Linked DNA regions of Mus musculus: all the other regions are linked to region 3. Evidence: chromatin contacts called from public Hi-C, HiCAR-type, HiChIP or PLAC-seq and promoter capture Hi-C data. All regions are on one chromosome and are shown on one strand. The core of a region is the stretch at or near the end of the contact, and the rest is flanking DNA. Distances in the headings are between cores, read along the strand shown. Region 1 holds the start of Lipt2 (lipoyl(octanoyl) transferase 2 (putative)). Region 2 holds the start of Pold3 (polymerase (DNA-directed), delta 3, accessory subunit). Region 3 holds the start of Emsy (EMSY, BRCA2-interacting transcriptional repressor). Region 4 holds the start of Xrra1 (X-ray radiation resistance associated 1). Region 5 holds the start of Neu3 (neuraminidase 3). Region 6 holds the start of Ppme1 (protein phosphatase methylesterase 1). Region 7 holds the start of Ints4 (integrator complex subunit 4).

What was found. Promoter capture Hi-C pulls out the DNA fragments that hold promoters and counts their contacts. A called contact is a pair of places that touch in the nucleus more often than the background predicts. HiCAR-type assays count read pairs that join an accessible place to other places. HiChIP or PLAC-seq counts read pairs in DNA pulled down with a chosen protein or histone mark.
Region 1: a contact with region 3 is called in a FOXA1 HiChIP or PLAC-seq map of pancreatic cancer cells. The contact joins the promoter of Lipt2 here to the promoter of Emsy in region 3. A contact is called at or near these places in 1 of 39 promoter capture datasets (liver) and 1 of 115 datasets of contacts at active chromatin or transcription factors (pancreatic cancer cells).
Region 2: a HiCAR-type map of astrocytes shows a contact between it and region 3, with 2.0 times the contacts expected there. The contact joins the promoter of Pold3 here to the promoter of Emsy in region 3. A contact is called at or near these places in 2 of 39 promoter capture datasets (liver and neutrophils) and 1 of 115 datasets of contacts at active chromatin or transcription factors (astrocytes).
Region 4: a contact with region 3 is called in a Hi-C map of B cells, with 7 read pairs. The contact joins the promoter of Xrra1 here to the promoter of Emsy in region 3. A contact is called at or near these places in 3 of 484 Hi-C or Micro-C datasets (B cells, embryonic stem cells and muscle stem cells) and 1 of 9 other capture datasets (liver).
Region 5: a contact with region 3 is called in a promoter capture Hi-C map of liver, with 4 times the contacts expected there. The contact joins the promoter of Neu3 here to the promoter of Emsy in region 3. A contact is called at or near these places in 4 of 39 promoter capture datasets (cranial neural crest, liver and pre-B cells).
Region 6: a promoter capture Hi-C map of liver shows a contact between it and region 3, with 9 times the contacts expected there. The contact joins the promoter of Ppme1 here to the promoter of Emsy in region 3. A contact is called at or near these places in 3 of 39 promoter capture datasets (liver and pre-B cells), 4 of 484 Hi-C or Micro-C datasets (cerebral cortex, liver, pre-megakaryocyte-erythroid progenitors and 1 more), 3 of 115 datasets of contacts at active chromatin or transcription factors (astrocytes and embryonic stem cells) and 1 of 9 other capture datasets (liver).
Region 7: a promoter capture Hi-C map of liver shows a contact between it and region 3, with 4 times the contacts expected there. The contact joins the promoter of Ints4 here to the promoter of Emsy in region 3. A contact is called at or near these places in 1 of 39 promoter capture datasets (liver) and 1 of 484 Hi-C or Micro-C datasets (uterus).

The regions. Positions count from the first base shown.
Region 1 is chr7:100,157,618-100,160,898 of GRCm38.p6, reverse strand. It overlaps Lipt2 (lipoyl(octanoyl) transferase 2 (putative)), which reads right to left and starts at 1,622. Exons shown (of 2, transcript NM_026010.2): 1 at 1,152-1,622; 2 at 1-725. The coding sequence starts at 1,617. The coding sequence ends at 496. It overlaps Gm51452 (a long non-coding RNA gene), which reads left to right and starts at 723. Exons shown (of 2, transcript XR_003946658.1): 1 at 723-804; 2 at 2,768-3,281.
Region 2 is chr7:100,119,890-100,123,344 of GRCm38.p6, reverse strand. It overlaps Pold3 (polymerase (DNA-directed), delta 3, accessory subunit), which reads left to right and starts at 1,845. Exons shown (of 12, transcript NM_133692.2): 1 at 1,845-1,981. The coding sequence starts at 1,922.
Region 3 is chr7:98,654,638-98,658,289 of GRCm38.p6, reverse strand. It overlaps Emsy (EMSY, BRCA2-interacting transcriptional repressor), which reads left to right and starts at 1,721. Exons shown (of 20, transcript NM_172280.2): 1 at 1,721-1,816; 2 at 3,438-3,546. The coding sequence starts at 3,477.
Region 4 is chr7:99,857,124-99,860,577 of GRCm38.p6, reverse strand. It overlaps Xrra1 (X-ray radiation resistance associated 1), which reads right to left and starts at 1,360. Exons shown (of 19, transcript NM_001164258.1): 1 at 1,348-1,360. It overlaps Spcs2 (signal peptidase complex subunit 2 homolog (S. cerevisiae)), which reads left to right and starts at 1,695. Exons shown (of 5, transcript NM_025668.3): 1 at 1,695-1,814. The coding sequence starts at 1,701.
Region 5 is chr7:99,827,083-99,830,601 of GRCm38.p6, reverse strand. Neu3 (neuraminidase 3) reads left to right here and starts at 2,185. Exons shown (of 3, transcript NM_016720.2): 1 at 2,185-2,444.
Region 6 is chr7:100,370,430-100,373,655 of GRCm38.p6, reverse strand. Ppme1 (protein phosphatase methylesterase 1) reads left to right here and starts at 1,760. Exons shown (of 14, transcript NM_028292.2): 1 at 1,760-1,933. The coding sequence starts at 1,833. It overlaps C2cd3 (C2 calcium-dependent domain containing 3), which reads right to left and starts at 1,423. Exons shown (of 33, transcript NM_001017985.3): 1 at 1,160-1,423. The coding sequence starts at 1,214.
Region 7 is chr7:97,478,943-97,482,308 of GRCm38.p6, reverse strand. Ints4 (integrator complex subunit 4) reads right to left here and starts at 1,353. Exons shown (of 23, transcript NM_027256.2): 1 at 1,159-1,353. The coding sequence starts at 1,212.

The sequences.
Region 1 (3,281 bases), core at 373-2,872, 1.5 Mb before region 3:
TGAAGAGGCTTTCTCCTTTACTGAAGAAAGACCCAGGTCTCCTGAGAAGAGTAACTTTATCACTTCCCTGGGCCTCACAGAGATTTGGTTCCCACAGAACTCAAAAAACCTAAGAGTCAAAACTGCTGTTAGATACAACTGATACAATTGCTGTTAGCACTGAAAAAGTAGCAAGTAATTAGGAAATGGCAGTTGATAATAACACTGGAGTGTCTCCATTAACAGGTGTTAATGGTCATGGGGATGCTTTAGGTAGCCTGTGACTTTTCATAGTATTTTCATAATGTCGTCTGAGGTAGGTGAGGAGATACAGGGAGCAATTGCTCAGGGCCTGTCATGGTCAGTGAATCAGAGTAGTTCTGGGGACTCAGTCAGACTAGCAATTGCTCAGGGCCTGTCATGGTCAGTGAATCAGAGTAGTTCTGGGGACTCAGTCAGACTAGAAGCTTTCTATTGTAGAACCATCATCCCAAGGATAAGGTGAATGAATGTCCTTCAGCTGGGGCTGTCCTCAGAGATTAACGTGCACTTGAAAGTCTCCTTGAATGCCACAAGGAATGATGGCATTACTTCATCCACAGTGACAAGTCTTTGAAGCGCCTCACTCAGGGAAGTGACTCCAGTTCCAACCAGTCCACAAGGCACAATGTGCTCAAACCATGTGAGGTCGGTTGAACAGTTCAGAGCCAAGCCGTGGGACGTGATGTGTCTTCCACAGCGGACTCCTGCAAGACAAGCCAAAATATCTTAGCATAGTTATACTTCCCTTCTTTGGGAGCCTCAGGATCCCTCTGGGGCTGAAAGGTAAGGAGGCCTGGGCACAATCCCTTGAAACTTGGATGGAACACTGACTGGATCTGGGGGCTAAGTCAATGGCGGTGGGGGCTGTGGTTACACATCAGCTGCCCTTATTTTCGAGATTCGTTTAACACAAGAATTGCGTTTGCATTGGAAGTTTTAAATTTTGGCATCCTGTCTCCCGTTATGAGTCACAGGAAGAAACCTGGCAATTCATACTGAACTAGAGGACTCTTTTGTCTCAGCTCCATGAGGGAGGTCAGTGGCTCATGCCCAGAGTTCATGTCCAGCCCAGCGCTCCCCGATGTTAGCCCTGCCCAGGCTCCGCCCCGGTCCCGCCCCGGCGCGCTCACCGATCGCGCAGATCTTGCGCTCCCCCAGCCAGACGCCAGTGTAGGGCGGCGGCCGCGCGCGGGCGCCCTGCAGGCCCCGAAGTTCGCACAGTCGCACGGCGCACGCCTCCAGCGCCGCCACGTGGGTGCGCAGGCGCAGGCCTAGGAGCCGCAAGTCAAGCACCGGGTGGCAGAGCAACTGGCCCGGGCCGTGGAAAGTGGCCAGGCCGCCGCGGCCGGTGGCGCGCACCTCGGCGCCCAAGGCCCTCAGCCGCGTAGTCTCCTCGGGTGTCAGGCCACCGCGTAGCCCGCCCGTGTATACGGGCCCCGCTGGCTCGCAGACCAAGAGCACACCCGCTTTGGTCCCCGACAGGGTCCCAGGGCGAGGGTCTGCCTGTAGCCGCCGTAGCCAATGCTCCTGCAACGCCAGCAGCTCCGAGTAGTGCACCCGACCAAGCCAAACGAGCCGGACCACAGGCAGCGACATCGCGCGGGAGGCGGCGTGCGTGGGCCACGCCTTCTGGCGGGTCTCGGGGCGGGGACTCTGGGCCACGCCCCTGAGCTTCAGCCCGAGTGGAGCTTCAGTTCCCGCCTACCTGTGTGACCCGAAGTCCAGGCAGGATTGGTCTTAACCACCCATTCATTCCAATAATCATTTTTTAGTATGTTCTGTGTTCTGCAGGAACTTGGACCGTGCAGTGTAGAGTATTTGAGAAACGAAGATCCAACCCTGGAAGCTTAGGTGTTCACAGCTGACAAGCTAATATTAAAGTTTTTTTTTTTGACAATATTCAGAAATTGTCTTTCTGTTTCACCATGTAAATTCTTTTTTTTAATTTAATTAATTTATTTATTACGTATTTTCCTCAATGATGGAAAGAAAAACAGAATTCAGTAATATGTTGAGTTCCTCGAAAACTGAAAGGGAGACTAGTGTGCAAAGAGGTTTATTGTGGATCGGTGTGGGACGTAGCAGGTACTTCAAGATATATAAGACTTGAAAGAAACAGGATTAGGCAGAAGCTGTAGTTGAGCAGAGAAATAGTTGCATTAGATTCTTTCCTTAGCTATCCCCCAGGAATGCTCCGAGTCTGGCCTGACCCATTAGAATTATTCTAGATTAAAGCAAATGGGACATCCTACATAGATGGGTCACAAAAACAAGCTACTCCTGGGAAGGCACCGTTACCTTTGTAGGAGTTGCTTCCATTATGAAGCCCTGATCTCTGAAGGGAGCTCCAGCTTGAGTCATCATACAACCCAGTCCCAGAAGCCGAGGGAAGGACAGGGGACGGGAAGCCAGAATATCAAGATTAATTGTGATTAATTGGCCCAGAAACCCTTCCTGACCTGAGCTTTATACAACAGAGAATGTGCCAGAAAAGTCCCCAGAACTACAATTTGGAGAGGTAGATGTCTTATCAAAGTCTTATAAAGGGTCCTGAGCCCTCAGTCCCCAAGGCTTTTACTTAGCCCACTAGCTCACGCCCATTCTTGGGAGTGTTTTTCTTTTTTTAATAACCAGCCCCTGTTTCTAACCACACTGTGTGTCTCTGGTGTGGTATTCTAACCTGGGACATAATCTCAGATCTGCACTGACCACTAATTTTTTCCCCTTTTCTTTATTTCCTTTTCAGATATCGGCCTAAAGCCTGAGCCTACATCGTTGCACTGTGGACTTTCTCACTCTCTGAACCCCTCCACCTCTGCCATGCAGGTTCTCCCCTCCCTCCTCCATCACAGAAGATCCTCCTGCCTCTGCCTCCTACGTGCTGGGATGGACTTTGACTGTTAATAGCTCCAGTAACACTGAGTGTGGGTGGGCCAGGAAGCAGAAAGAGGAAGAACAGAATACCAACCAGAGTGAGGCTCAATGCCAAGAATTAATAAGGCGGACAGACTGGCATGGGCAAACATATATAATAGCAGGTTTCAGAGCGGATGACAAAAGTTATTGTGAGTCATCAACATGGGGATGTGGTTTAAAAAATAAACATTGAGATAGCTCCAGGCTCTGGGAGAAGAAGAGACATTGGGAAACCCTGTTCCAGAGCACCTAAATCTTATTAATAATTCCGTGTAGGGTGGGGAAAGTAACTGCAGCGATTTGGTTCCTGCACAAGATGAACTCAGTGTTCCTGCTGAATACTT
Region 2 (3,455 bases), core at 596-3,095, 1.5 Mb before region 3:
TTTTCTCTAACTGTAAAAAATCACATAGATCTGTAAAAAGTTAAACAGTTGGAAGACAAGAAAAAACCCAAACCTCAAAAAAACCAAGATGAGAACAAAAGGCAGCCCAATGCTACCACCAAAGCAAGCCCAGCTTTGAGACGGTGGGCGATTATTTTAGCATACCTGGACGGAAACATACTTGCTATGTATGTGGCTTGGAGCAAACTACCTAACTCTGGACAGTTTCTATAAAACTGAGATAAAGACTCAAGTTATCTGACATCTATATATTAGTATACAGGTAATATTTACATCCTAGATTGTTGACGAGATTACACGAGAATATTTAAATACAAAGTCTAACATGGCCCCTGCCCATTCAGTGATGGTAAGTCACAGTGGGCACATCAGAGCTCTACTTCTTTCTCAGCAGTATTTTCACTTAGCTCTCAATGCCTTCATTGTAACCAAACTTCAAGCAAAATTCATTTGCTGAGAGTCTATTACACGTGGGTGTTCTGACATTATGAATACAGTAAGTTTGAATTTTTATTTATTAATTATTTTGTGCATATACATGGGCCTGCATGTACCATGGTGTGTGGAGACCAAAGGATGACTCCAAGGAATCAGTTCTCTCCTGCCATCTTTATGTGGCTCCCTGGGACTGAACTCAGGTCATCAGGTCTGTGCTGCAAGCACTTTACCCACTGAGCTATCTCATTGGCCCCAAGATCATACTTAAAATAGTTTTTGTTTACACAAACCCTGTCTCAAAGTCCTTGCAGTTGTTTCCTAGTCACTCTTCCCATGAACAACATGAAGGTGGTTTGAAATGATGGGACCTCATCTTTTGTATGTGTGTGTGTGTATAAAGGGATAATAAAATCTAACAAGACTACTTGAGGATTAGGGTCACTGCTAGAGATGCCCACCACATGCTAGTTACTCAGTAAGTAAGTAATTGTGATATATCTGGGGAATATACATGAAACTAAAAGACTTTCTTCATCTCTTAATTCGTGGGAGGGAAAATTCCAAGGGATACTCTTCTCTGATTTGTTTTTGACCCTAAAACCTTTCAGTGTATTTGTAGACACAACTGTAATCTCTTTGACATGATCTTGGGTTTATTTACAGGCATCTGTTATGATTCTCTATGAAAACCACACAATGCATTTGCTGGGTTTCTATGAGACTAAATGAAATTTCATTTTCAAAGCACTTGCTCAATATGTTTGTCGTGTAACAACACAGTTACCAGCTATTATTAGTGTGATCGTGGTGAGCACAGCTTGAAGGTTTTATGTGTATCGTCTCACTTATAACTCCAGCCAAATAGAATGATTTGATTTCTCGTCTGCTCTTTTCCCCAGTCTTTTCACATCTTCCGGGAAACTCCTGGTTGACCCAAAGATCATGTCCCTAATCTAGTGACTCTTACTTGGTAGCTCTGGCTAGGTTGGAGCTCCATGGGTAGAACAGGGTGGTCTTCAGCTCACAAAGATCTGCTTGCTTTTGCACCACCACGCCTGACACCAACTCTTTTAAGCCACCCCTCCTCCCCCTCTTCCCCCTCCTCCCTCTCCTTTACAATGTAGGCTCCATGTGTACTCTTGGCCACAGCACTCCCCCGCCCCCAGCGGTGAAATATAAGGTTATGAGTCAGTCTACTTGTGGTAGCAGAGAAATCGCAACGTTCTCAGGTGCACACCGACAACCACGGGCTCGCGCCTCACTTCCGGTCGGTCTCGCTCCAACTTCCCCCTACATCAGCCCTGGCTGGCCTCTCACTAGTTTGGCCCTCACCCGCCGCCGTAGCGCGGCGCCTTGGTTGCCCTGGGAGACGACCTGTGACCCGAGAGTGAGCGAAGCTGTTTCCCGCCGGCGGGAGCTACGGCTGGGGCGGGTTGAGCGCGGGGCTCGAAGCCGCACCACCATGGCGGAACAGCTGTATCTAGAAAACATAGACGAGTTCGTCACGGACCAGAACAAGATCGTGAGGAGCTAGGACCACGGGGGTGGGGAAGGCGGGGCCGTGCGAGGCGGGTGTGCGGGGGACTGGGCCTGCCCGGTCGGCGAGGGGTCGCGACCCCCGGTGCCTGTGGCTTCTCGGGGACCGGCTGAGGTGGCCACTGGTCACCGCGAAACCCGCGTAGGGAGACACGCCCTGCGGGCAGAGCTTCTGGCGCGCGCCCAAGCCCCGGGGCCTTGGGCGGGATTGTGAGGTCCGGGGGCGTGGAGCCTGGGAAGCCAGCGGGGTTCGTGAGGCTTCCTTTCCCTGCTCTGTCGGGTGGTGGCCCCTCAAGACAGTTGAGACTGGCCGACTTTCATAGGCGACTGCCTGGTGCTTTACCCACCAGAGACAGTTTCCTCTTCCTGGAAATTTAAATATTGAAAGCAGCTTGACCCACCTCCTCGGGCTAGCGTAAAAATGAAGAGACTTGGGTGTGATGGACCTTTGCTGCTGTGAGCCCATGGACACAGTTTGGTACACCGACTCACACCTCCCGGGTCCTCCAGGCTTTTGTGTTATCCCTAGAAGTGGGATTTAGCCAAGGGTCAAATGACGTGTATAAACGCGTCAAGGGCCATTAGGGCTGGATAGATAAATTCTTGAATCCCAGGTCTGTCTCTTTCCCCTCTGCCTCTGTCTGCCACTCTGCCTCTGACCAATCTTTATTAGTCCTCTTATTGGGAGTGCATCGTTTAGCTTTGGAAGAAACAACAGACATACCGGGTCAGGGAAGGATGGAGGCTCGATGCCCCTAGTTCTTGAAATTACCCCATACTACATTTATCCATTTTTCTCTCTCTCTTTTTTTTTTTTTTTGATTCCCACACCACCTGTTCCTCTTAACATTTGAATAGTTGCAAATTTACTGAGAAGTTCCTGGGTTATGTGCTTTCAAGTAATGCTAGGTTTTAGATAAATTTTAGGATAGTTTTAGGTAGCTTCTTAAAGACAAGAGGGTCAGAGAGCTTTTAAGTAAGACAAGGAGTTTGAGCTAAATAATCTTTGGCTTGGCTTTGTAGACTCTTAAGACTTTTCTTATTATGTTTAGTGTCATGCGCGTGCGCGCGCGCACACACACACACACACACATAATTGTGCTATGTCACAATTATGGATGTCAGAGGACCAGTTCTCTCATTCCACCGTACGAATCCAACAAATCAAACCCAGGCTCTTTTTGTTTGTTTGTTTTTCGAGACATGGTTTCTCTGTATAACCTTGGCTGTCCTGGGAACTCACTCTGTAGACCAGGCTGGCCTTGAACTCAGAAATCCTCCTGCCTCAGCCTCCTAAATGCTGGGATTAAAGGCGTGTGCCACCACCGCCCGGCCAAACCCAGGTTCTTAAGGGTGTGGTAGCAAGTGCCTTTCCCCACTGCCCATCTCTCTGACCCACCTTTGTAGATTCTTTTGCATTGATCAGTCTGTGAAGCATCTTAGTGTTTGTAAGGTAAGTA
Region 3 (3,652 bases), core at 472-2,971:
AGAGAGGCCAGTGCTCTTAAGCACTGAGCCATTTCTCCAGCTCTTTAGAGACAGGGCTCTACTATGTGAACCCTCTCAGTTCACCAGTTCCTGAACAACTGTGCTTTCCCATTTATAGAGTGGTGAAGCTTAATTACGCCTGTCTCACGGAGATGCTGCAAGAGTCAAATCATAGAATGTCTGTTAAATTACAAAACCTCCTATTAAAACTTAATTTACCAGTGAGGTGGTGGTGGTGTACACCTTTGATTCCTGTCTCGAGAAGACTTAATTTACTACCTTGCAAGGTATTCTTAAGAAACTGACCTCAAAATAGGGTGCAATAAGAAGGCCAGGAGAGCTGTATAGGAAATGGTCCTTTTTATTTCTGACTAACCTACAGCTCCATTCAGGAGCAGGAGTAGACTCATATGCAGTGGTTCACAATTTACTTAAAAACTTCTTCTTTTTTCTTGTTTTGGTCTCGGTGTCTCTTGCAGTCCAGTCTGACCCTGCATTCCTCATCTTCTTCCACTTCTACAGTGCTGAGATTATAAATGTAATTCATAATGAACTAGGAAAAGAACTTTCATTCACGTTGTGTATCTTAATATTCCCACAGGGTAGTTTTTCTCGTGTGTCCATCCTAACATCCCTTAGTGCTAGGAATCCGATTCAGGTCTCCAGGTCTTGCACATACTTGACAAGCAATCTGCCATTGAGCTAGATGTCCTCCCAGTGGTTACCCTAGTTTTCACGGGAATCTGCTAACAGAAGGATGCACACTAACAATTCCTCAAGATTTGCACTTTCATTGCATCCGATGCTACCAGAGTTCTTTATTTAGAGGGAGGACACAACAAAATTCGATGGGATTTATAATACTAGAAATTAACTTTGAGTTCTTGGATCAGAGAAACAATATATTGGGTCCCTATCGATCTGTAAAATAGGGGCACAAGGCCTCCACAACATTGTGTGGTTAAGAACAAAGGCTGATGGTGAACCTACCATGTCGTAGTGCCTCAAGTAAGTCCCTTCTTCCCTTTGTCAGATTTTGCACGAGATATCACTACCTCTCCTACTTCGTACATGGCGTAACTCCAAGCTGAGACCGCTCGGATTCCTTTCCTCCACTTGCAACTCCTAACACCGAGAAAGGTGTACGGGCCACTGTGAGGTCTTCTCTCTCCGTAGTGGATAACCTTTCTTGAGTTGTCGTTTGGGTGGCTGGAAGACGCTGATGACTACTCCCAAGCGTCTACGGAACCAGATCTTAATCCTCAACTGGGCATCAGGGACCAAGCTGTGTTCTTTTCATCCCAACCCTCGCTAGAGTGAAAAGGTCGAAGCTCAGCTCCAATTACAGACGCCATCTTGACCGCTACGTGTGACGCCACACGTACAGCCGAAAGAGCAGCTGATTGGCTGGGAAAGACCGGAGGATAGGCGCGCGAAGCTGGAGACTGGAGGGTAATGTAGAAGCCGAAAGGAACTACACTCCCAGACTTCCTTGCGCATGTGACCAGCAAGCAGCAAGAGAAAGAGGAGCGAGGTTGGACTCGGACTACAACTCCCACTAGGACCCGCGTTGTCCGCCCTTTCCTTTCAAAAGGCAGAGGAAAAGGGACAGGAAGAATGGAGGCTTTTGAGTGCTCGTTTCTCAAAAGGCGGGAAAGGCGAACTACACCTCCCGGCGAGCCGCGCGCGCCTGCGCCTGCGCTCTGGTATCTGTCGCCATCTTGCCCCTTCTGAGGCACCGCAAACAAACCTAATTCCTGGTGTCCCCTAGTCTTGGCGGAGGAGCCTTTTAGATGAGCCCCGAAAGGCCGGGCAGGTGGGTGTCTCTCAGGCAGGGTCCTGGGAAAAGCTGGCAGGCTATCCAGGGTAGGGGAGCGCTTGGCCAGGCACGGGGAGCCCGGCTTGGGTCGGTCAGCCCCATCCTCCGTTGTTTCCTAACGGGATCGCGGGGCTCCCTCAAGTGGACTGAGGGCGACTCCGGCATGCCTGGTGATGGGACGCCGGAGGTCGAGGTCTAGGAGCCCCGAGGCGACTCCGGGTTGTCTGACTGTCTGTCCGTGCCCCCGCTTTTTCTCCGTTGTCGTCTCCGCTGAGGAGTGCGCGAGGCGCGGACGCTGGCCAGGGTTCCCAAGACTGGCTGCTGGCCGCGGGGGCGCGGGCTTGACATTGGAACCCGCTCGGAGCCGCGCGGGCGAGGAGCCGGGCGGGCTGCTCTTGTTGTGGTGCTGTGAGCGAGTGCGTGTTTAGAGAGGGGGCGGGGCGGGCTGCCTGCTGACACTTGAGCGGGGGACGGAGTCGGTGCGACCCCGGTGCCGGGAGCACGCTCCGGCTTCTGCTGCCCGGCTTTCCTTTGCTGTGCGGCCCCGCCGTGCGTTTCCCTGGAGGGGATGCTTTGGGATGCCGTGACGTGGTACCCGATTCGGGCGGTCGCCGGCCGCCTCCGAGATTCTACCGGGAGGCGGGGACTGGCTTGGGGAGCGAGCGGATTCCTTTGGCTCTGCCCCTTCCTCCTCTCCACCCCCTTTCTTTATGTCATCCTGCCAGCTGGGGCGCGCCATCCAGTTTGGCTCGCTCAGAGTTGGTTCTGAGCTCAGAGGACTATGGGAAGTAGGGGGAAGGGGGCTCCACTTGAGGCCAAGAGTTGGAGTTAGCAACCCAGAGCCTGGAACGCAGTTGAAGAGTCATATCGGTTTAGTGTTTGACTCTTAGGCTGGCTCATTCATTCATTCTACTCTGCTGCTGACCATCCATTTATCAGTTTAACAGATGTTAAGGAAGATCTACTGAGTTCTCAACCTGTAGTGTAGTTTTGTTTGACCAAGGAATTCACAGTGCGAAATTCTAGGCTTTTAAACTTTTGGTAACTGGTCGAAATGACTCTTTTTTTACTGCCAAAACTTGAGAAAAGAGTTATTGAGTTTCATTTATCCAAATGACATGCTCCACCGTTTGCTTATTTTATCTCCTAACTTATTATTAAGGAAACTGGCAGAGGTCAAATCACTTGTCCAAGGTTGCACAGGTGGTAGAGTCTGTTTGGCAAGTCATATGCCAGCCACTATGACAGAACTTGGCTTGCCCTGTTTTCTAAATAATACTTGAAACAAACTTGGGATTACTTTTTTTTTTTTTTTTTTTAAAATAAAGGCATACAAATTGGGTTCAGAGAGGCCAATTCACAAGGATGAAACAACTAATTATGTTGTAAAGCTGGAACTGGAACCAAGAAGTGTTTGACTTTAAAACCTGTTCTTTCCCCTGTTAGTATGAGCTGGGTCATTGTGCTCTCAAATGGTGTTTTTTTTCCTTTGTCAGGAGCTGGAGTGTGGAGATGAAAATGGTATGAGTTATCTTTTCAATCTTAGTTTGTAGCCAGTCGAAGGCTTTCTATATCCTTGCGTATACATTGGTAATGTGATTTGTTTTTCCTCTGATAGGGAGGACAAGCTCTTTGGGGCTACCAGACAGAAGCAGCAATGCCTGTTGTGTGGCCAACCCTTTTGGATCTCAGCAGGGATGAATGCAAACGGATTCTTCGAAAATTGGGTATGCTTTTTGTTGTTTTTGTTCTAAGCCGGGTTCTCACTCCATAGCCCAGGCTGTCTTCAGAATCATGTCGGTCTCCTTCCTCAGCTTCCCGTGTGATGGGACC
Region 4 (3,454 bases), core at 111-2,610, 1.2 Mb before region 3:
GACCATAAGTCCCAGAAAGTAGGTCATAAGGCACCAGCTCTAGGAACAGACCATAAAATCCAGAACAAGATCAGAAAACCCTCTCCCAAAGAACAGCCTGGAGATAACCACAAAAATAGGAAAATATCTGATCTCAGAATGGGCCATTTGCACTGGTCAGCCCTATTTCATCACACGATTGAATGCTCATGACATGGGAATGTAGACTTCTGATCACCTATGACCCCCCCCACCCCCACCCCCAGCACCTACCAATGAAATTTTAGATCACCTAATCCTTCTAGAGAGTTCCCTCAGTTCTCTATAAGAAGGCCTGCATGCGTTTATCTGGGGTCACCATTTCAAAGAATGGTTGGCCCCTGCATGCTGGTGTTTCTGCAGAATAAATGCTCTTTGTTTTTGTATACTCTCTGAGCCTGGGGTCTTCTTTCAGTGATTTTTGGACCCTTACAACTGGAGTGGCCAGGAATTGCTTAATCGAGGATGAAATCTAATCTGCTATTCTTTAGTGATCATGTGAACATAGCCTTGCCAAGAACATTTTGTCTCTTTCATTCAGAGGTATATTCTAAGTGTGTAGAACAGGACTGAGTACATGCTAAGCGATTCAGAGGCTGGGCATGGTATTATACACCTTTGGTTCCAGCACTAAGGAGTCAGAGGTAGGTGGATCTCTGGGAGTTTGAAGCCAATTTGTCTACACAGTGAGTTTCAGGACAGCTAGACCTAATGGTGAGACCCTGTCTCAGAAAAACAAAACAAAATGTCTAGCGAATTCAGTATCTGGCGGATCATCTGTACACATATGGAAAATATGTAGGTATAAAAACTAAATAATGCAATGTAATATGGCATAAAGTGATATTACTATGAGATATCCCAGGTCTATTTTCCTTATATGCCTTAGTTTCAGTGTCAAGTTTTTTTGGTGCTCAATATTTTTTTCTCTCAATATTTATAAAAATCACATTGTCAAACTGGAAACATGCTTTTAAGTTTAAAAAACTAAAAAGTTGGTTTTAAGTGTGTTCTGACTTATGCTCTCTGGCTTCTGAAAAATTCCTTTTCTTGTCTATACAGCATTATCCTGAGACAGACACAGAATGGGTGGATGTAAGTGCATGTAGGGCACTGCCTAGCACACAGTAGGCACTCAATAAATGATAGTTCTACAGGAAACATTACTAACAGCTGAGATTATGGTTACTTCGGAGAGAATAATCGAGCTGATATTCTACCTTCAGGGACAGAAAGGGGTGAAGAGCAGGCTCTACCTCCCTTCTTAGGACACAACATCTGGGGCTGGAAAGACTCATAATTCAAGCAAAATTAAGTTTCCAGCCACACCTGCCTTCGGCGTCGTTTCCGCCTCCGAAGAGCCCGCGGAGGCGATGTCCCTGTCAGGCGGAGTGCACGCCTGCAAGCCTCACGGGAATCTCGGAGTCGCTCCACGGTGGCGCTTGCCACAGCCTTCCCCACCCACTCCTTAGTAACCGCGAGGATGTGGCTAGCAACGGAGGCGGCAACCGGCGACGGCAGATTCTAACTACAAGTCCCGTCAAGCCCCGCGGCCTCTTTCAGCCCTCATCAGCACACCAGACTACGGATCCCGATGGGCTCTGCGCTGCCTATCACATGAGCAGCTTCAGCCAATCGGCTTCGGACAAGTCGTATGGGAGGGAGACACGGAGGGAGACAAGATGGCAGCGTCGGCGTCGCAGGGTGGGAGAAGCGGCGGTGGCGGAGGCAGTAGTGGGGCTGGCGGCGGCCCCAGCTGCGGGACAAGCAGCAGCCGCAGTGGTTTGTTGGATAAGGTGAGGAGCTTAGTCCTGGGGACAATCTAGAGCCCGGGGAATGCCCAGGAGCTGGTGAGCCCAGCTTCCCATCCCCACCCCCTTATTTTCTGTGGCTCCTTGAGCGCTCCTCCGTAGCACACGAACGCACACTTGTAACTTGCCCTCTCTACACGTTGGAAAACAATCCTTCCCTTTAGTCGTCTCTTTAAGCAAGTGCTGCTGGTCCCTAACCGCCACCGCAGCTTCTCGTAATTATGGCAATATTTCACCATAATGATCACGTTTCTATTGTGCTAGGAGGGCCACTCTTGAAAATGCCCATAACATCAACGTGGAAAATGGAACTTCTAAAGAAATTGAAAGAATCTCCTCGAAGTCAGTATTCCCCAAACCCTTCCACCATCATCCTCGCGTGTTGCTACAGAGCCCAAAGAGTTCCTTGGCCTTTAAAGTTTTTAAGGGTTTTTTTTTTTTTTTTGGTTTCTTTTAATTTTTTCATGATATGTCAAATAATGAAATATTCGTATGTTGACTTCCCTTGCTGGTCTGATAGGAAGCCTTAAGATTCTTTGTCCCTCTTGGGTTCCCTGCCTTTCTCTTCCCCTGCGTGGCCTTTTCTGTCTGTACCAGCTGACTGCTTTCCACTCTGCCTACACAATTTCTAAAGAATTTCACGTCCTTGTCCATAAGGGCTTAAAGGAAAGAGTCAGGGGAGGAACGCTGCTCCTGGATTGACCATCTTGCCCCTTGCACAGCAACTTGCAAGAGACAGTTGCCTGAAAAACGGGCCTGGCATTAGTTTTGCCTCTAGCTCTGTGTCCTAAAATGTGCCTGTTCTCCTTATTGCCTTCCTTATTCTGTAGAATGAGGGGTTTAGTCCAGCATACCTTCTGGCCCCCTTCCAGGGTTGTCCTTCCCAGCTGATGTGATGAGGGTGAAGCATGGTGCTTTCATATAGTAAACCACTTTTCTTGAAACATTTTAATCGAAATGCTCTATTACTCCTCTGTGTGGAACAGATGGCTAGGGCTTAAGAGATGGATGCCTGATCATCCCGCATTTGTGTAGCTTCCTACATGGTAGGCAGCACTCCACCACTGACCCACGTCCCCAGTTCCCCTTGTCTTTTGGAGGGTCCTTAGAGTCAAGTTTGAGACAGGGTCTTGCTGTGTAGCTAAGCTGGCCTGGACTGGAACTGGCTTTGTGCAGGATCCAGGGACCAAACTCGGCTTGTAAGCCTTGAGCCATCTGTCTGGTCCTCAAGTCTTTCTTGAGGAAAGAATATGATAGTGCTTAAGATTTCTTAGTAGGCTTACTAGAAGGGTTTAAGTAAACTTAGTGAAAGGTAGGGTTAGACTGGAGAAAGTTACTTAGGAGTGGAATGTAAAGAGACTATATAAAGTGACTTGAGGAAGGTTATTTACATAGCTCAATGAACTAGACCCAATAATAGTGTATAGTATATACTATACACTAATATATAGGATTTCTTAGAAGGGTAAGTTTGAATTCTAGTGTAGCATAAAAAGCCCTGGATGACTGCTCATTACTGAACTTGTATTTCTTTACCACAATAAGCATTGTAGGTATTCTCATTATAGGCTCATTATAAAGATCAAATTATATAATACTGGTAATGTTAAGATCTGTATAAAAAC
Region 5 (3,519 bases), core at 936-3,435, 1.2 Mb before region 3:
ACCATGCCTGCCTGAATGCTGCCATGCTTCCCACCTTGATAATGGACTGAACCTCTGAACCTGTAAGCCAGACCCAATTAAATATTGTCTTTGTAAGAGTTGCCTTGGTCATGGTGTCTCCTCACAGCAATGGAAACTCTAAGACATCACCATGTGCATGCCTGGTGTTCTCAAAAGTTAGAAGAGGTCCTGTGGAAGTGGAGTTAAGGATGTTGGTGAATCATCATGTGGGTGCGGGCACTGGGCCCTCTCAACTACTGGGGCACCTCTCTCCGGCACCATGTTCTCATAACATTAAACATTTAATCTAGTCCTTTGTAAGTTGTTATTCCCCTGCCCCCTTTTTACACGGGTTCTCAGTATGTAGCCCCAAGTCCTCTGGAACTTACTATTAAAACCCCTGCTGATTTAGAGCATGTGGTTCTCTTGCCTCTGCTTCTTCAATTCTAGGATAGGTGTGCAGCACTGCACCTAGCTGTTATTTTGCCACACATATTTGGTAGTAGGATCCTTGTTAGGTCAGCTCTTTGAGCATGGCCTTTGTTGCTTTCTTCTAGCTACCTTGTTTTCAAGTAAGACCAGATACTCAAAGCCTATGCTATACCTCTTTCCCCTGCTCTGAAATCAGCTGTTTTTCTTTGAAGTCCTAGTTACTTTTAGCAGGAAACTACTTTATTTTATTTCAGTGTTGTCAGGCTAATCTCTCATTATTTAAAAAGGAATGAAGGAAAATCCCATCCTGTTATGATCTTGTGTCTTAGGAAAGCCCATCCCTTAGAGCGTTCACTGCCGTACCCATGGTATTTGCTCAGGCTCAGGGATTCAAACTCAGTAGGAGTCAATGTTTTTCCATCCTTTAAGTTAATATTCCATCTTTCCCTTCATCTTTTGACAAATTCCTTTATGTTTTACTTGGTTCCAACAAAAAAAATGAGTTTCAATTGTTTCTCTCCATGTGAGTTCTACTTCTGAGTATCAAGTTCACTTCAAAGAAAGAAGACCCCATATTCTTACACTGGAACTAGAGGAGGCAGCCATTTGGGAGAGAAACTCCTAACATGACTGGGATGAAATAAAAGGAAGTCACTTTGCTCCTTGGTGGACAGGGCCCTGCCCCCTGGCATCCTCACAGGCAGAGGAGGAATGGGGTCCGGCCGAATCGGCCCTGCTGTGCTGCTTTCTATCTTACTGTGGTTAGACCCACACTTGGGGGTGTGATTTCTTATATTATAAGGTGAAGGGTGCTATCATACATCTTACTATTATAAGTCAAATACAAGTCACTCCCCACAGGGTAATGCCACTATGCTAAATGTCCTAGTTCATTATGTTAACCTGGTACATAAGGAACCACTGTGAATTTTGATACCAATGTACTCCACATCTTGGTTTTTATGTTTGTTTGTTTGGGTTTTTGTTTTGGTCGTGACTTTTTCATTTTCTTTTTAGTCTCCTCTGGTAGCCTTGTTGACCTGATGGGTTTTGTTTGTTTGTTTGTTTCGGTTTGTTTTTTTGTTTGTTTGTTTGTTTGTGTTGTTGTTGTTTTTTTTTAACAGTCATTTTTAGCTTTCTTTGTCCCCACCCCTGGCTGATCTCTTAGATGCTGCAGTGTGTCAAGAGGGGCCTTTTCCTCTTTTGATTTTGGTAGGTGGGGAAGAATGGGATGGTCCTTGCGTGTGATTGTGAAACAAGAGAATGGATTCAGTACTTGGTGACAGATACATGTATGTAAATGTGTGTAGACAATATACAATAAGTTATCGAAGGTACAGGAGAGTGAACCTAGGACGTTGCACCTGCTAGGCGAGTGCTCTGCCACCTAACTGGTTTCTCGGCTCTGTTTATACTTTTTTTTAAAAATCTTGCGAGAAGGGCAATTGTTCAGGGTGGCCTTAAACTCATTTTGTAGTCCAGACAGATGAAATTTAACAGTCTCTACCACACTAGCAAAGTCCACAGCCCCGCACCACCAGGCCCTGATAAATATATACATTTTGGAACCTTTTGCAAGGAGAATGTCCAGTGCTTTGTGTGAAAACACCCCCTTCCACCTTTTATCTTTTTAGGAGTCCCCTCTGAGCCTCGGAACCTTTGTTCGACAATTAGACTGTCTAGGGAAGTTTTAGGCGGTGATACCTTCCACAGACCAATCGTTAAGGGCGTGGAGAAGCAAGCAGGGCGGGCACTGCGCGGTGAAGGGGCGTGGCCTGGCCGGGGAGGTTGACACCCAGACGCTGCTCTCAGTCCTCTGGCGCCTGCTCCCCAGCGCATTCCTTCTGCTCCTGGGATATTTGTCTCATTACTGCCAGTTCTTGCGCAGCGGTCACTGGGTTCGTTTCAGCGTCTGTGGTTTCTGTCGCTGTTATCCAGTCTCCATCGCCCCAGCTCAGCTTCAGGCCTTCTTCCGAGACTCCACGGGAGAGCCCAGAGAGCCTCCGGAGCCGGTGAGCTGGGGTGAGAGTCACCCGGAATTCGGCCGGGGACTGTGGGGACCTGCATCAGGAAGGAAGACTGAGTCAGCCAGAATCAGCTAGGACCATTCTACTTTTGCTTTCTTCCATCTAAAGCCAAACTTCAGCTGTAGTTTAGAACTGTGGGAACAAACCGAGACTGTGAAGTCTTCTTACTATAGAGGAGTTGTGGGCGACCAAAAAGGTTCCAAGGTGGAATGTTTTTGATACTAGATTTGCAACTGAGTGGTCTCCCCTAAGTTTTCCTCTTCAAACAAGGCTGACTTCAGAAGTCGTGCTAAACTGTACTCTCCCCAAGAAAGAGAATAGAGAGGACTTGGTTGGAAGGTGAGAGAGTATGGAACAGTAATTAATAATCAGAATTATCTGCTAAAGCAAACAACTCCAAAGCAGACCTGTACTAGATTCTTCTCAGCCCCTAGTTCTGAGCACATAGTTTGGGTGAATCCTTTAGGTGTGACCAGGCCACTGTGTTACCACTGTCATCATTATTATTAGAATAATCATAGTGAAAATTAATGACAATTTAATTGTTGAGGTGATGGCAGAACCAAAACTGAATTGTAAAAAGGTCAGCATTCACAATAATTAAAGACATCAATTTGTATAGTGCCTTAACGTTTATAAAGCATTTTTGAATGGTCCTGATAAGTACACATTACTAACCTTTAACAAATGAGAGCCAGTCATGGGGCCTGGCTCCTGTTAATCCAAGCACTCAGGAGGCTGGGGCATGAGAATCACAAGTTCAAGACCAGCCCAGGTGCTAAGAGGAGGTTGTAATTGATAGAATAATGCAGTGCTTAATGATGGGGCTTGGTACTGAGAACACAACAATGATGTGGTTTCATTGTGAGAACTTCATCAGTGTGTATGCACATCGTATGGCTCAGCTAGGCTGTATGGAGAATATATATATATATATATATATATATATATATATATATATATATATTCCATATATATGCCTATTGCGGCTGGAGCCATGATGAGTGAAACATGAAATGAAGTCAAACACAAGAAAAAATGGTGTCAAGAGATTCTGAAA
Region 6 (3,226 bases), core at 511-3,010, 1.7 Mb before region 3:
CTGTTTGTTTGTTTTGAGACAGGGATCCTCAGTGTAACCCGCTCTGGCTGGCCTAGATTTGATTTGTAGACCAGGCTGGCCTTGAACTCACAAAGATCTGCCTGCCTCTGCCTCCCAAGTACTGGGCTTAAAGGCTAGCCCACCACAGCAGGCTCTTTATCTCACTCTTAAATTGTCTTTGCTGTCAAGACCATACAGTCAAGGACAGAGACTAACATTTTTAGGTTTGCTGCTACCTTTGGTTCTGGGTTCAAAATGTTAACGTCAAATCTTACTAGAGTTCAGAAAGGTGATGAATAATATGTAAATGAAGCGATCAGTTACAACTCTGGCTTTCCTTTCAGTCAGTACCTTTTCTGAAAGATTTAGAGAAGACTTAAAAACAAAACAAACAAACAAACAAACAAAACAAAAAAAACCAAGAGTTTTTCTGCAGGCGGATCAAGTTCAAGGCCAGCCTGGGGTTCATAGGGCCCCCTTATAGGAGCTGGATAACTAAGAGGATTTAAGTTGGATTCAAGTCATTCTAAGTGAGGAGCAGTCCATATATGCACATATGTTTCCATTTCAACGAATTATCCCTGCGCTTTATGGTAGATCTTTTTCTTCATGCTACAGGACACAAACTGTTTTAGTTGAAAAAACTCCTTGTATTGATTCCTGATGAGATCTCAGTATATTCTTATGAAGCGCAATCGCTTCCCAAGGAAAAAATCAGAGAAGTAGAAGGGTATATATATATATAAGTGGTTTTATTTGCTTTTTGAGTAAGCTTGGGTTACAGGTTTCACGATGTCCTCTATCACACACCCTTTCACCATCTAAGGTTTTTCCGGACAGAGTTATGTCCCTTCCCCCTACTCCGAATACCTCTAACACACATACGTGTATCCCTGTCGTAAAAAGAGCACGTTTAATTTTGTTGTTCTCCTATCCGTATCTATTAATCCTCACTTGCCTCATTTATCGACCCTCAGGCGCTACTTCCTTTCCATTCTTTAAAAAAAAAAAAAATTCTCTTAACTTTCTGGTTCCCTAGTTAGTCTCTCTTCCGTCCTCTTTTGTTTTGTTTTGTTTTGTTTAACCGGAGCGGGTGGAAGTCTCCTTAGAATTCTTTAGCCCTTTTATGCTTTTCTCAACCTTAAAGAAATAAAGTTACCTCTCTTTTTGCGCCCACGGCCGCCCCCAGGCCCTTGGCCTTTCCGTTGTTTCATCCCGAGCCTGGGCCCTTCGTCACAAATTCAACGCAGGTGCCAGCTCCTAAGCTGTACGCTCCCGCCATCCCTTCCCACGGCGCCTGCGTTCCCCGGCAACGGGCGCCGCTGGGAAGCCTGGGACGCAGGAAGAAACACTCTTTCACCAACAGTTCCCGGAAAGCGGTGCCAAAAGAAGGCGCCAATTAGAGCCCCTGCAAATGGACTACAACACCCATGATGCTTTGCTTCCCTACCTTGGCCAAGTTGGACCAGGGCACCTGCATCTGCGCAAGCGCAAATTGATACACTATTTGAGGACTTCATTGTCCAGCATGCATTGCCTTCAAGAGGTCTCTTCCTGCTAGGGTTGTCGAGTTCTCTGATAGGAGTCTGAGAGATCCGCAGACTCCGTTACCCAGTTTCCTTTGTGCGAAGGCTGTTGCGCACTTCCGGTGGAAGCGCTGCGGCGAGGGGGCGGGGCTTACTGAGCCAGTGGGCGGTAGGCGGCGCTGCCGGTGGCTGGTTGCTGTCCAAAGGCGACTGGGCGTCGTTAGAGGAGAGAGCTGTGACCGGTTGTACTGCACGTATCGTGGGACGGACCTTGGGCCACTGTTGTCGACGTGCGGCCTCCCTTTGATGTCGGCCCTTGAAAAAAGCATGCACCTCGGCCGCCTACCTTCTCGCCCTCCTCTACCCGGCAGCGGGGGCAGTCAGAGCGGAGCCAAGATGCGGATGGGGTACGTGACTTGTACCACTCTCCCAGGAGACCAGGCCCAGGCCATTGGAGATTGGTGTCTGGGCATTCAGAGTGCCACGGGAAGGGACGCTGTGAATTGGAGGAAATGCTGGCCTTGGCCTGGAGGTGTTTAGATAGAGTAGAAGGTAGATTTGGGGACTAGGTGAGGCGCTAAGGGAGTAGTCCACTGGAGGACTGATAACATTGTTGGAGAAGGGGAATAAGGACAAGGTTGAGAAAATGAAAGGATAATCTAAGGGATGACGGGAATCAACTCTAGAAGTGATGAGTCTGGGAGAAAGAGTGAATCAGTGAGATGAGGAGAAATCTGGCATCGTTGAGGGGAATAGGGAATGACTGAGAGAAAAGTTGACGGGTTTGGGGAATCAAGTAAGTGAGCCAGGAGTAAGAAGGTTTTTACCTGAGGGTTATAGAAAACATCTGAGGCAAAGACTAGGGAGTAGAAGGTTCTAGAGAAAGTTTCCAGAAGTGTAAGAGTCAAGTTCAGAGAATGAGGGGGTGAATCAGAAAACTTGGAGAATAGGCCTAAGGAAAGACAGAGAACATGGCTAGGGGACTGTTATCAAGGGAGTGAGCCCAGAGGCTAGGGAAATAGGGGGGGTGTGATGAGGAAGACAGCTGAGTTTGGAACAGTGACCACTGATATCCCAGAGACTGAGAAATAATTTCGAGTAGGATTTGTTAAATGGAAGCACTGGAGAGGTAAAATCTGAAAACCAAAGAAGATTTTGTCAATTGTTTTGTTTTGCCAAGCAAATGGGACCTGAGGGAAACTATCTATTGGTCTAAGAATTAGACTTAGTGAAGCACTGGGAGTAACCACTTAACAATAAAATGGGAGTAAATGGTTTGCTGGAAAGGGAGTAGGGCTTGAGTGTGTGTGTGTGCTTATGTGTGTGGGTTAGAAACATTTATTAATTTTTGTGGTGTTGAGGCTGGAACCCAGAACTAGATAAATGCCACATCACTGAGCTACACTCCCAATATAAAAGCTGAGCTAATGAAAGAAACTTTAGAAATTTAGATCCCTGACAGGCTGTGTCATTTATAGTTATAGGATGCTTGCCTGCTGGAGAAATCGTGATAGTTGAACATCCTAGTAAGAGCTGCTGGAAGGCAGAGAGAACTGGATAGTCATTGGGCTATTTGGAGGACTACTGATGGTAAAGAGAAAAGAGACCTATGTTGGATTTGGGATTGGAGAGAGAAGCTGGTAGATATATTTCAAGAATTTCCACAGACTGACCAAAAGGCAAGAAAAGATGTATGCAGT
Region 7 (3,366 bases), core at 104-2,603, 1.2 Mb after region 3:
CACTCAAGTATTTGAAAATACTTTAATTTTTTCCTGTTGAATTAATGAATGAATGGAAGGTTTAAGAGTCATTTTCCATCAGGCATGGTGATGCAAGCCTTTAATCCCTGCACTTGGGAAGAAAAGGCAGGCTGATTCCTTCCTGTTCATGATCAGCCTGCTCTACATAGTGAGACCCTGTCTCAAAGAAAAAAAAAATTTTTTTTTTTCCTTAATGAGACCACTCTGCCTAAATATCTAAGACTGCTGGGGATCCACTGGCATAAACCCCCGGGCCTGGTCAAAATGCAGATCTTGCCTCACACCACCAACCTATTGAACATAATCTGCATCATAACAAACTCCCTAAAAGAGCGAGATCTGTAACAGCTCGGTGGTAGACCACATGCCTCAGCATGCATAAGGCCCTACACTCAATCTCCCCTACTACAAAAAAGATAAAAAATTTAAGTATTCCTCAAGACGCGTATATTTTGTATGTATCTGTGTACATATGGAAATTTAAGAAGCAGAATACATCGCTTCTACAGAGACACTGTGGAGCACACTGACAGTTCTGACAGGGGCTCTCTTGGTCCACCTATGTTTAAAAGAGAGAGGATGATAGGTTTGCCGTCCTGTGACTCTTGCCTGCTTGGTCTGAGCCTTGAATTCTACAGACCTTTAGTCAGCTTGGGGTTTTGCATACAGCTCAACTTGTCTCTGAAAGTTAGAGGTACACGAGTTAAGAGGAGTTCTGCCACCAACTGAGGACAGGAGAATGCAAATATAACCGATCTGGCACAACCGAGCTGTGAGACATTAAAATAAGATACCTGACAGTTTTTAAAACTATACAGCACGTTGTCCCAATGATTTTGTTTTGTCTTTATCAAGTGAGCTGGGAGTGTGACTTTGGGATAGAGTGATAAGTTAGCATGCTTAAGACCCCGAATTCTAGTCCCAGAACTTTAAATACAACAACAACAACAAACCCCAAAGTCAGAGTACACATGAGAACAGCGGCCTCGACCTAACACGCCCCCTGCCTGACGCGCAGCCTAGGAACCTAAACCTAAGCCGGCTACACACAAGCTTAGGCGCTGATCTGGAGAACAGCCTGGGTGCGGACAACCCTCCCGCGCAGACTGGTCCATGGCTTTTTCTGCCAGCGCTTACCTGAACCACTTTAGTGAACTCCTCATACACCCGCTTTTTCAGGTGCGCCGCCATGGCTGCACCGGACCTTCTCGGCTTCTGTACTTGCTGAGAACGTGGAGAGAAACCTTTCTACAGCACCGATTTCGCTGCAATCCCACAAAGCAGTGGGGTTGCTGGATAGAGAGGCCTCTTCCTGAAGCTCCACTGCCCAGTGAGTCGATTGGCTGCCGCTACTGCTGGGAGACGGAAATTAGAGTGCATCCTGGAAGATGGGTGGAGTAAAAGGCGGGGCTGGTGGGAGCTGGAGGCAAAACCCGGAGCTGTATCCTGGAGGTGCCCTGCTAGAATCTTAGGGTGAGTGTTGCCATAGTTCCAGCTCCTCCCCGAAGTTCGTTTTACTTTGTTACAGTAATTTAGAAGTTATCCATCAATAAGAAAGAAGAAGAAGAAAAACGGAAAGATAAAGAAAAGAAAGCCAAGAATCTTCCTGTTGAATCAATGAAAGGTTTAAGATCATTTTTCTGAATGGTACTACTCTGCAAGTCTGAAGATTTAAGAATGCTGGTGGTCCACCCGGAGCCAAGTCTCTATCAGGACTGTCAGTGTGTTCCACGAATCTCTGGTGAAGAGACTAATGCTTCCTCTGACAGCTGGGAAACAGTGAAAAAGAATCTTGAGACTGAGGATGAAGCCACGTGTTGTGGTGTCAAAAACCAGGAGCCAACACTGAGATATAGAAAGGCAAAAATGTTACCATTACAGACACACCCACACACACACACCCACAGTAGAAGGATGAGGTGTCCTCAAAGTCTTACAAAGGTTCTTTATGACTTTGGCAAGCAAGCAAAGCTTAATAAAAAGGGAACTTTATTATGATTAGCATTTAGCATAAACTCAATTACAGGTTTTTAACTTCATTGTAGTTGGTAGGTTTCAGAAAACCTTGTTTTTCAAGTTAAGTCTGCTTCTCAGAAGGTCTTTGTAGTCTTTCTTTGGAAAACAGTCTACATAATAGAAAGATAAATCTCATTTTGCCTAAAAAATGCAAGTACAAATATCAAGACCCTGGAAATAAGTCTAGAACATGAACAATGAGTAGAATAGAGTTCCTGTTATTATTTAACCCTTGTTAAGATCAATAATGAAGGAAGGAATAAGAATGGAATTGCTGTTATTATTTAACCCATATTAAAGTGAATAGTGAAGGCAGAAATAGGGGAGTCAGATTCTAACACAACACTCCTTTAAGACTCTGGTACTTGAACAAGTGACCTCCACGACAAGCATACTGATAATCCCTACCTAACAAAAACATGCTTACAGTGTAATGAAACAATACAGAAACAAGAACACCCTGCATCTGAGATATGTGGTGCTCTTGAGTTTTACAACTCACCTGTTCTTTACTTTTTTAACCAAAACATGGGACATTTAGAGGAGGGAACAGGAAGTTGGTAGGTACAGAGGACCCAAAAACACATAGATTATCTTTATCCTATACTATACGTAGGAAGACTGTGTTACAGCTCAGATGGAAAGGTGTCCTGGCAGTTAGGAGTCAAGGAATACCACAAAGTCACATTGCACAACAAACCTCACACGAGATTTGTTGGCAGGGAAAATCCCAGAAGGCTGACTGCCAATGCTTGAAAAAAAAAAAACAGCAGAGGACTGAGGAGAAACAGGGTTTATATAGGATTCCTGGGGTGGTGTGTGGGGAGCTTTCCAGGGTGAGGATTGGGGGGACTTCAAAACTCGAGCTTTTTTTATTTAAAAAAAATTATTTTAACTCTAGAGTTGGGGCTGGCTGTTGGGTGTTCTGTGGGTGGAGCCTGGTGGTTGAAGGTCCCTGGGGGTGGGGGCAGGCCTGACTCTTCATGCACCTCAAGGGGCTTGCAAAGACAGATACCTAAATGGCTTGTTACAGAGCAACCAAAGTGCTGGATAAAGGAATGTGGTTCAAAAGGACCAACTTTCCGCAGGAGGATTTTTCATCTAACTTTTAAAAAGTACATTTTCCTGAGAAAGAGAAGGAAACAGAGCACACAACGTGTCAAAGAAAATAATTAGCAAACGGTACATTGAGTAAATATTAGCTGTTTTTATCATTCCAATATTTGAATGTTCTATCTAATCCAAGTTGGTAGACACTGTAAAACCACTGGCTGGTGGGTTTGTACCTGTACTCCCAATCCCAGAGAGACTGAAATAGAAAGCTCTCCT